Linked DNA regions of Drosophila melanogaster: region 1 is linked to region 2. Evidence: chromatin contacts called from public HiChIP or PLAC-seq data. All regions are on one chromosome and are shown on one strand. The core of a region is the stretch at or near the end of the contact, and the rest is flanking DNA. Distances in the headings are between cores, read along the strand shown. Region 1 holds the start of Ugt35A1 (UDP-glycosyltransferase family 35 member A1). Region 2 holds the start of Ugt35C1 (UDP-glycosyltransferase family 35 member C1).

Region 1 (5,191 bases), core at 1,778-4,277, 44 kb after region 2:
CCACTAGCGCATCAATATTCCAATCAGTTCCAAAGGTGGATATGCCAATTATAGGTGCATTGAAGTGGGCCGCGAATCCATAGTAGGCATCCGAGCGTAGAGCCTCTACAATTATAAGATCGAAATGATCCTTTCCCGGTGGCAAAAGGGTTTCTGTAACCTCTTTGTTGGTAAGAACACAGCGTGTAACGCTTACAAAGAATTTATTGATGAAGTTGTTCTCTTGCCACAAATTCATTGGTCCGCTCAGTTCGTTTATCAATTCTTAAAGATTGTTACAAAATTGTGTAACTGAAAATGTGTTACATACAAGTATGTTTTTATCATCTATCTTACCCTTATAATTGTTAAATACATCTGGGATAAACACATCTCTGAAGTTAACCACTGGTTTCTTTTGCGGAAACGCATTAACCGAGGTCACCTGGTGACCCCGATTAGCCAGTTCCTTTAAATAAGGTACCACATTAATATACTGTGATGGCCCCGGAAACGGAAATATAGCCAATATCCTGGCAGCTTGCATAGAAGCTGGCAGAGTTAGTAACAAAAAACCTATCCGTAGAGCGAGCATCTCAAAAATCGTCTGCACTTCGCGATCTCACTTTGTAAACTGAATCGGCAAACGCATCACAACATAGTTCTAAGCTGTTAGATAACACTGCATGCCACTGACATGCAATAGTAATTCTCGACAGATGAGATTACGTAAATTTCGTAGGCGATCCACATCTCACCGTCGCACCCCATCACAATTTGTTTCCCTGTCTTATCCCCTTTAATCCCCTAAACAAACACACCGCTCTTCTGAATTAACAATTGTGTGCACTCGAAGAAAAAAAAGGGTTAGTTTACAATTCAAGTGAAAAAATTCAAAAAATAGGTTCTTACTTTAGCTTAAAACCTCGATTCTTCTTTAAGGGTATGCATATCAAATTAAAAATTAAATTTTCTATGCCTTACATAGCTTTTAAAGTAGTCAGTTAATAATAGAGCTTTAAGCTACGGTTAAGTAGAGGCCAAGGTTCATGCGTGCACTATATGATTATAATGACAGCACTTGACGTATTAGCAGTAGTTTCTTTTGAATGAATTTAAATAATTAGTCGCCCCAATGAGCATTTTTTTTTGCTATGATGTCTAAATAGCTAATATGAAAACAATTTAATATTTTTTTTTTCATTTATTTATTTAAAAATTAATTCACAGGTGCTGGTAACAAAACAAAAATGCAAATGTTTACTGCTCTAAGAGGAAACATAAGTCGGTGGCGGCATGAACTCAAACAGTTAATCGACTTTAATTGATTACTGGGTCTTCAATTTACTCGCCTCCGCACGATTTTTTCGGATTTTACTTATAAGCGAAACGAAGACCCTTTGTAAGCATTTAATCAAAATAACGACGATCAGTAGGGAGACAAAAGTGATTGCGATGAGGAGCCCCCAGGTGTCCAGTCCGTGGAACTGAATAAAATCCAGATCACGCGAAGCACATCTCAAGTGTTTGGCTCCCTTATGCCGCAATACGTACTCGGTCCACCAAATGGCGCGCTCCAAAGCGGTTTCCTTCTGATCTCGGAATAATTTGGATTTAGTCTGAGCTGCTGCCGCATAACTGGGATTACTCAGCAATTCCTGGATCAAAGGCGTCAGTTCTGTCGCATTGACACTCCATATATCAGCACTGAGACCATAGCCTACCTGCTTGGCCCTCTGAACATTCAAGTGCTGATCATAGAAAATGGGCAATCCAAGTATGGGCTTTCCAAAGTATATACTCTCGATGGTGCTCAATAGACCTCCGTGGGTGATGAAGAGCTTAACATTCGGATGAGCGAGAATATCGGGTTGGGGGAACCACTTGCTGATGAAGACATTATCGGGTTTTTCGGGCAACTGATCATCCTCGAATTTCCACAGCACACGTTGTGGCACACTGGCAAAGGTTTGCATTAGCATTTTTCGTGTGGATGGCGGCAAGTCTTTGCTTTTGATATTGGAACCCATGGAGAAATAGATTACTCCCTTCTCCGATTGCTCGACAAATTCCGACAGTTCCTTTGCTAAGGGCTGAACCTTTCGCTTCTGTTGTAAATGCAGTCCGCCCACCTCGATCATATTGGGCAAATAGGGGCGTGGATAGCTCAGGGAAAAGTGCTGGCCGAGAAGCATTAGCGCAAAGCTGTCCAAAACTTCATCCAATGATTTCCTGGCCGTGGGAAAGTATTTCGCATACAGATCCCGTTGAGACGGCAGGTGGACAATCCTCTTGTGCAGCCACATTACCGAGGCTTCAAACACATTCATCACACGATCCTTGAAATCCATTTGCTCCGTTCGCGATGAGAGTAGCAAGGGATTGTAGGACAATGGCGATATGTTGCCCATTAACTCATCGATGTGTGTATCTGTGCCGTACGATGAGATACCTATGGTTTCTGCTCCAAAATGCTGGATCAAACCGAAGAGGGCTTCGGTTTGCACCGCTTCCATTATAACCAAATCGAATTTCTCGCCGCTGTTCAGTAAATCCTTTACAGCCGCATCATCCAGGATACTTGTGGTCAAAAGATTGAGAAACTGTGTGGTCATAGTCAACATTTGCCATTGACTCGCCGTTTGGGTGTAATCTGCATTTCCAAATGCTACAATAAATGTGAATTTTAATAGATAACTTGAAGAAATACCTGACAACTGCTTGAGTTTACTTACCCGCCATTATTTCGTGAATTTTTTTAGCACCAATCACCCGAAAGTTGGGCTCGTTTTTATCGCTACCAAAGGTATTGATTACGGTGACATTGTGACCCCGATGGGCCAGTTCCTTCATAAACTGCTCAGCGAAAATGTACTGCGATCGGCCGGGAAAAGGAAACACGGCCAATATGCGCGAACTTTGAACCCCTTCATCGGCATTTGCGGCGAACAGCCATATCAGGCCAATTAGCAGAATGCCAAGACCAGTTACAGAAAATATTCCACCCATTTGCAAGGCAACCGCAGCGATTCGCTGACGAACGACAACTAATCTAACATAAGAACTTTTTCATATATAATTATCGGGGAATGACGATTAGAAGAATCGCCCAAAATTTACTCATTGCCCACACAAAGCAAGTTCAACGAAGCGAAACAGTGGCCTATTAATTTCAAACCAAAACAAATTCACAGTTCGCTCTCTTTGTATGTTTTAATTTATGCACTTATATATATATATATATATATATATATATATATATATATATATTTGTATATATATACATTTTTGGCGTCACCGGCTTGACTCAAACAACTTTGTTGATTGTTTACACACAATACTCAGATGTTATGTAACTAATAGGAGAAACAAATAGCACTCTTTTTTCAATCTGGTTCTCTTAAGTTCTCTTAAGCGCTCTATCGACTTTTGGTTCTCAAACTCTCCAGTTGATTTTGAGTAACTTGTTGGTAAACAAAATGTCTTGCGCTCAGAGAACTTGCAAAATGTTTATAATCGTTTAGTAGATTCTTTATCTATTCAAACATTTTTAGTAATTCAGTTTTGGCTTTGGCTGATAAATTTTAATAAAATTCTCTTTACATATATGTTGAAAATTGAATGAAAATATAGAAATATATTGCTGTCTAATTGTACAGAACGTCACAGACGTGCACTAAATGGTTCCATAAAATGAGTCTAATACTTAGAAATAATCGTAAATTAGGGGCTATTAAGATTAGATAAAGCTACCTACCAATAGCGCTTATCATTCATTGTCCCTCCTGTAATCAGGCTAAAAAACAGTCATAAAATAATTACAATCCAGTTGAAAATATTTATTGTATTTATTCGTATTTTCTAAAATATTAATTTGTATTCACATTTTAATTTGTTATTTTTACAGCTACGATTTTATTAATAAATCGTATACATGATTAATAAACGTATATCTAAAATTAACTTCTAATTAGATGTTTCGTAGGTAGAAATGACTTTGCAGATGTTGACAAATGATTTAGCCATCTTCTGCTTTTTGAGAGGACCAGAAAAACTAAAGCCACCACCAAGGATAGCCGCGATCCGACCATTATGAAATTGTCCAGGGAATAGTAATCGAACAACTTTAACTGGGACTGAGATATTTTCATGTGATCTGCACCCTTGTAGCGTATTATGTACTCCGTCCAATAAATGGCCGCATCCAAAGGATGAATGGGCTGATCCCTAAATCTTTGGGAAATAGCCAAGGCACTCTCTCGATATTCCGGCTCATTTATCATGCTGTGTATAGCATCCTTCAACTCTTTTACTGTCAAGCTATTGATGTTCAACTCCAGAGCTACTCCCTCCTCCTTCATGATTTCCAAATTCCTGAATTGATCGAAAAACGATGGAAGGCCCAATACTGGCTTCGCATAGTAGGCAGCTTCTATAACGCTCATCATTCCGCAATGGCTTATAAAGAGCTTTACGTTTGGATGAGCCAAAATTGCTTGCTGTGGCAAAAGTTTGGAGTGGTAGATATCAGTGCCCAGACTCATCGTAGATTCACCATCGAACTTCCAAATCACACGCTGTGGAACCGATTTGAAAGTCTCCACCAGAATTTCCTGCGTTTTCCTTGGCAAATCTTTACTGTCCTGTTCCAGACCCAGAGAAAACAAGATCACTCCATGTTCTGCTTCATCGATGAACACTTGCAGATCGCTCGGCAGCTGTGGATCCTCTTTGGGAATGTGTAGACCAGCTACTTCAACCATTCCCGGCACATTGGGTCTGGCCCGAAACAGGCTAAAGTGTTGATTGAGCAGCATCAATGCAAAGTCTTGCCGGATCTCATGGAAGCTCTTCTCCAGATGGCCAAAGAAGTGGTCGTGGATAAGGCGCTGTTTTGGTAAAAATACCAAGTTGATCAGCAGCCACTCTTCGGTTGTGTATAACCAATTGTAGATGCGATCCCAAACGTTTTTCACATACTTTGCACGAAATGGCATTATGGGCTCTGTCAAAGTGGATGTTGAAAAACCCACCAGGTTATTTATATTCCAATCTGCTACGCAGGTGCAAATTCCGATCAGTTGGGCGCTGAAATGGGCTGCCATGCCATAGAGCACGTCACTATATCCAGCTTCCAGGACCACCGCGTCAAATGTTATTCTTGACTTCATTAATGCTCGAACTTCCACATTATTGAGGACATTAAGCGTAG
Region 2 (5,113 bases), core at 1,188-3,687:
GCAATTAAGATAACGTTTTTTTTTCTCAGCGATACTTTTAACTCTGTAATTTTTGTGTACTTTGGGCAAAGTTTTTAGGAGTAGGCGTGGCTTAAAGCATGGTGGACCGGGAGCGGTAATGACTGCCCAAAAAACAAATATTCTTAAATTCCTTACATTTAATCAACCAATAAAAAGGTGTTAATAAACTGAAATAGAGGCGAAGGAAGTACAAAAAATTTTTAATTCCAATTCGATAAATGTCACTCATACGCCGTGTGGGCCGTGTAGTTAGTATTGCTCCAGCCCCACGTTTTACATTTTCATTGCAATTAAGATTTCATTTATATGCAAAACTTTAGTTAAACATTATTATCATCCCAGAATTTTAACAAATACTGCGTATATGTTTGGAATGAAAAGATTGCTTCCGTTTTTTGCTTGGACAGACCTAGTAATGATAAGAAGTATTATAATTACGCCTATTCGCCCGTCATTTTGATTTATTATCAAATTGATAAGTAATTAAATACTGACCATTTGCACTGTATAAATAAAAAACACTTTTCAACCGAGCGTTATCAGTAACAAACTTAGACAAAAACACTCGCACAGCTGGTCAAATGATAGCAATTGATGGCAATAGAAAAATAATAATGCCGATTATTGGTGTTCCCCATTAACTCGTTTAAGAAACGTCAGACCCTTGAAATGACAAACAACATTTGGCAATAAAATATATAGCATCAGTGATGGTATTACTAGATAATAATGATAAGAAAACAAGGTTCTTAAAACTGTAAACAACAAAGATATACTACATATAGCCTCTAATGTTTCTTAAGCTTATCAGCATGTAAGCATTTCTGTTTCTTTCCTCCCAATAATTTGCAAGATAACGTTACGATTAACAGAGCGAGTAGTAGAGGTACTGCCAGTATCACAGCTAAAGTGTCCAAGCTGTTCAGTTGAATGAAGTTGAGATCCCGGGAAGTTGCTCGCAGGTGAGGAGCACCATTGTGCCTGATTACGTACTCCGTCCACCAGACAGCTCGATCGACGGCTGATTGCGGTTGATCACGATACCGCTCGGAAATGGCCAAGGATGCTTTGGCATAACTGGGATCAGTGAGCAGCGTTTGAATGGCCTTTTCCAAATCCTCCTGCTTTAGATTATTCAGATCCAAGCCCAAGCCGAATCCCACTCGCTGGGCGCGCTGCACATTCATGTGCTGATCATAGAAGCACGGCAATCCCAGTATGGGTTTGCCAAAGTAAACGCTTTCGGTGCTGCTCAGCAGACCACCGTGGCTGATGAACAACTTCACATTCGGATGGGCCAGAATATCCGGCTGGGGATACCATTTCTTGATCAGCACATTAGCTGGCTTTCCAGGCATATCGTCATCTTCGAATTTCCACAGCACTCTCTGCTTCAATTTGGCAAAGGTCTTCAGCAGCGTATCACGAGTTTCCTGTGGCAGATCCTTGCTCTTCACATTGGAGCCCATGGAGAAGTATATAACACCATGTGGCGAACCCTCAATAAATTGTTTAATGTCTTCTGGCAGTGGTTTCGGCTTGTGCGAGATGTGCATTCCACCAACCTCAATCATGTTGGGCAAATAGGGTCGCGGATAGCTCAAAGAAAAATGCTGGCCCAGCAGAATCAACGAAAAACTATCCATGACTTCCTCCAGGGTTTTCTTTGCATTCGGGAAATACTTTTTGTAAACATTTCTCATATGTGGCAGGTGAACGAAATGGCGATGAATGTCCTCCACAATGACTTCGTAGTGATTTTCCAAGCGCTCCAGAAAGGTCATCCGATCGGTTCGAGGAGAGGTCACAAGCGGGTTATATGATATGGGTGATATATTTCCAGCAGCCTCATCAATAGTTCTATCGGTTCCAAAGCTGGAGAATCCCACTAAAGTGGCATTAAAATGCTGAGCAAAAGCGTACATCGGTTCCATATGGAGCATCTCCGCCAGCACCAGATCGAAAGTTTCTCCCGAATTAAGTAGCCTCTGGACACCCTCGTCCTCCATAGTTACATCGATGAATTTGTTTAATATGTAATCCATGGCATTGAGCTGCTGCCACAATAGTGGCACATTCAGCAAACTCATCATCTCTGCGAGCAAATAGATTTATAAATACAAAATACTATTACTTGTCAATGTGTTAATACACACCGTCTGCGAATTCGTGCGCTTTGAGGGCCTCAATAAAGCGCATATTTGGTGTCTCCTTGTTCTTGAAGGCATTAATAACGGTCACCTGATGACCCTTAGCTGCCAAGCTTTCAAGTAACTCTCCACAAATATGTACTGAGATCGACCCGGAAACGGCAGCGTAGCCAAAATCTTCGCACTTTCCGACTCGAGCGGCTTGGCGCTCAAAGCGCAAAACACGATCGCGATCACAGTTAATAATCTCATGGTCACGGAATGAGTATCGTGCAGCGACTAATTGAACAGATCGGTCAAACTTTCCTATATATACATATGTGCTTAGCTTTTGTTGATAGCGAACGAGAGAGCTTTTTGAGCGACAAACAATGCCCATTCACGATGATAAAGGGCATTTGGCATTTGCATTTTCATCGTTGTTATTTAATAAAGAGAGAGACATTCCACTTTTAAGAGGGAACCCTCCTCGGTTAGGGTAGTCCATGCTCGACACTCATTATCTTTATTGATTCTGTCGGTTTGCTTATGAAATAGCACTTTATAGCGGCTCGGGCCAACTATTTCACATTTTATTTAAAAATTGCCGAAGAGCTTCAAACGAGATTTTGGGCACGCGTTCCCGGCACGTGATGGAATGAGTATCAAATCGATTTATACATATCGCCAATTCGGTACGATTCGGTTCCACTATCACTCCATAACCAAATCGAATAATTAATATATAACCTATTATTATATTTTTGGGAATTTGTTAACCGCTTTTACATTACCTTATTCATATGTTTGTATTTCATATACACCATAAAAACCTTTACACAGTACTATCCCAGTTTCCTCTTTCGATATTAATTCCTCAATTTGTGCAAACTACTTAAAGTTGGCAAACTCCCGACGGGCTTTTAAAGATCTTCCCGTGAAGTCCCCGGTATCCGCTGGACTGAGTGCTGGGCAAATTCCCCGAAGAATGTGCGTGAGAAGTGCAGGCCAAACAAGCGGAGAAGGCAACTAAAAACAAAACGCACAACAGGGAGCTGGGCCGAAAGACGTGAAAAAGGCTCAAAACGAGTACCAATGCAGCTGGCCAGTTGGGAATTTTTGCCGGTGGAGGAGGCGAAACTCGGCGGAGCATAAAGGCCAAAGCGCTGCCTAAGAAAAGAAATTATTTGCTTAAGCGACGGCAAAGGACCTTGTCCGGAGCTTCCTTTTTCCCGGAACAAAGCACACTCACCCACCCGCACACCCACACACACACACACACACAGAGGCAGACAAAGAACAACAAGAATGAAAATACGTAGAATGAAAACAGCAGGAAGGAACAAAAATGAACAGAAAATGTAAAGTGAGTGGGCCAGAAATATTAAACTTTTATACACGAAAATTTTTAAGTGTATGTCCGGCGGGAAAAATTGTTACTGTTAATTTATAAATAAGGTGGAGTTGTTATTGTGGGCTTCTGACGGAATGTCCGCCAGTTGGACCCTTCCGAGCTTCCGAAACCCCACGATGGAACTCCTTTGTAACCCAGCAGGACCAGGACCAGGACCAAGACAACCACCACCATCGCCACATCCCTGGCTATTTGTTTTCACTTCAATTTATTTGCTTTCTTGCGCACATTTTCACTCCTTAGTCCTTGTTTACTCCTTTCATCCAACCCAATACCATCTCTTCCCTCACTTCTTTTTCACCCTTTTTTTTTTTTTTGTGAATCTCCAACCCTCTGAGCTCTTTAGCCCCTCTTTCCTTTGGCCATTTCTTTTGCCGTTTATTATGAGGCTTTTCCTTTGGTCGGCCCCGGATCGCCTTGCAACTTGATTCAATTAAGTTTCCTGATTATTTTAGCTACAAAAAAATGATACCAAAAAAAAAGGCCACAAGGCCCACCTCTTTTTCACTCCTCTTCGGTTAGCAATTTTAATTTTTTAATAAAGGGCATGTGTAAGGCGAGAGCTCTACAAGTGGGCCATCTTGTGGTTTCTGGTGCCCTATTGTATTGGTTCATCATCATCTTGGCGTGGAAGGGGTCGGCTCAAGTTCGTGGCGAGTCAACAACTGATCCGGGGTTAAGAAAAGGTCAACAGCAGGCTGTTCACTTTTCAACGGGTATTTCTGAGAAGAGGTCCTTCGCAATTGTGAAGTGTAACTGTGCATATAGAAAAAGGATGGTTTAAAGAGCATTCCTGAAAGTATATTTATATTTTAGTATTTTTTTAAATCATCAACTCATTCCAATAAATAAGAGTTTTAAATTTAAATCAAATATATTAGTTAAGTTAGTTTGAAAAATTTTAAAATCCTAATGCCCATCTAACAAAGCGATAAATTAGTACTTAAGCTGCCACACTAACAGCATGAAATCTTAACTGCTGGGATACTGCCTGGAAAGGAAAAACTTGGCTTTATCTCTTTTGTGCACTAAATGCTCTTGGCCTTTATTCGACTCGACTCGTCTCGTCTCGTCAGTAGAAAAGCCTGAACAACATTAATCAGGCTTACCTTGTCGTGTATTTTTCCCCACCTACAAACAACCCACACACATGTCTGACTACCATGGATGAAAGGAATTATCCGGAGGGCCGAACAACGAATAGCAACAGCTGCCATATTGACGATGCTTTAAGTGCAAATGCAATTTATTTGCAACAAGCACTTGCTGCACGAACTATGCAACAATGGCTGGCCAGGAATTGAGATTGGAAGTGCCGAGGAACAATTTGCCCATAAGTAAAAATCATTTTTCATTTGTTTTCATTTCCGTTTTATGAAGCATTTTGATTTCGGCATAGCTTCCGACTTCCACACACCATTCTCTACAATACCATATCTTTTCTGCTCTACACTGACGAGATTAGAGAATGTTAAGTGATGGGCAGAACTGCAGTTTGGCAAAAGGACCTCGGACCTAGCTCCTGAATACCTGAAAATCACTCGACCAG

What was found. HiChIP or PLAC-seq counts read pairs in DNA pulled down with a chosen protein or histone mark.
Region 1: a RAD21 HiChIP or PLAC-seq map of the Kc167 cell line shows a contact between it and region 2, with 6 times the contacts expected there. The contact joins the promoter of Ugt35A1 here to the promoter of Ugt35C1 in region 2. A contact is called at or near these places in 1 of 1 datasets of contacts at CTCF or cohesin (the Kc167 cell line), 40 of 107 Hi-C or Micro-C datasets (the Clone 8 cell line, the Kc167 cell line, the ML-DmBG3-c2 cell line and 16 more) and 2 of 6 datasets of contacts at active chromatin or transcription factors (both in the Kc167 cell line).

Annotation. Positions count from the first base shown.
Region 1 is chr3R:11,169,637-11,174,827 of dm6, forward strand. Ugt35A1 (UDP-glycosyltransferase family 35 member A1) reads right to left here and starts at 3,028. Exons shown (of 2, transcript NM_079590.3): 1 at 2,715-3,028; 2 at 1,181-2,647. The coding sequence starts at 2,988. The coding sequence ends at 1,308. Ugt304A1 (UDP-glycosyltransferase family 304 member A1) reads right to left here. Exons shown (of 2, transcript NM_144362.2): 2 at 3,805-5,191. The coding sequence ends at 3,939. Ugt35B1 (UDP-glycosyltransferase family 35 member B1) reads right to left here and starts at 610. Exons shown (of 2, transcript NM_079589.3): 1 at 337-610; 2 at 1-264. The coding sequence starts at 574.
Region 2 is chr3R:11,125,891-11,131,003 of dm6, forward strand. Ugt35C1 (UDP-glycosyltransferase family 35 member C1) reads right to left here and starts at 2,438. Exons shown (of 2, transcript NM_001104274.2): 1 at 2,178-2,438; 2 at 707-2,116. The coding sequence starts at 2,423. The coding sequence ends at 810.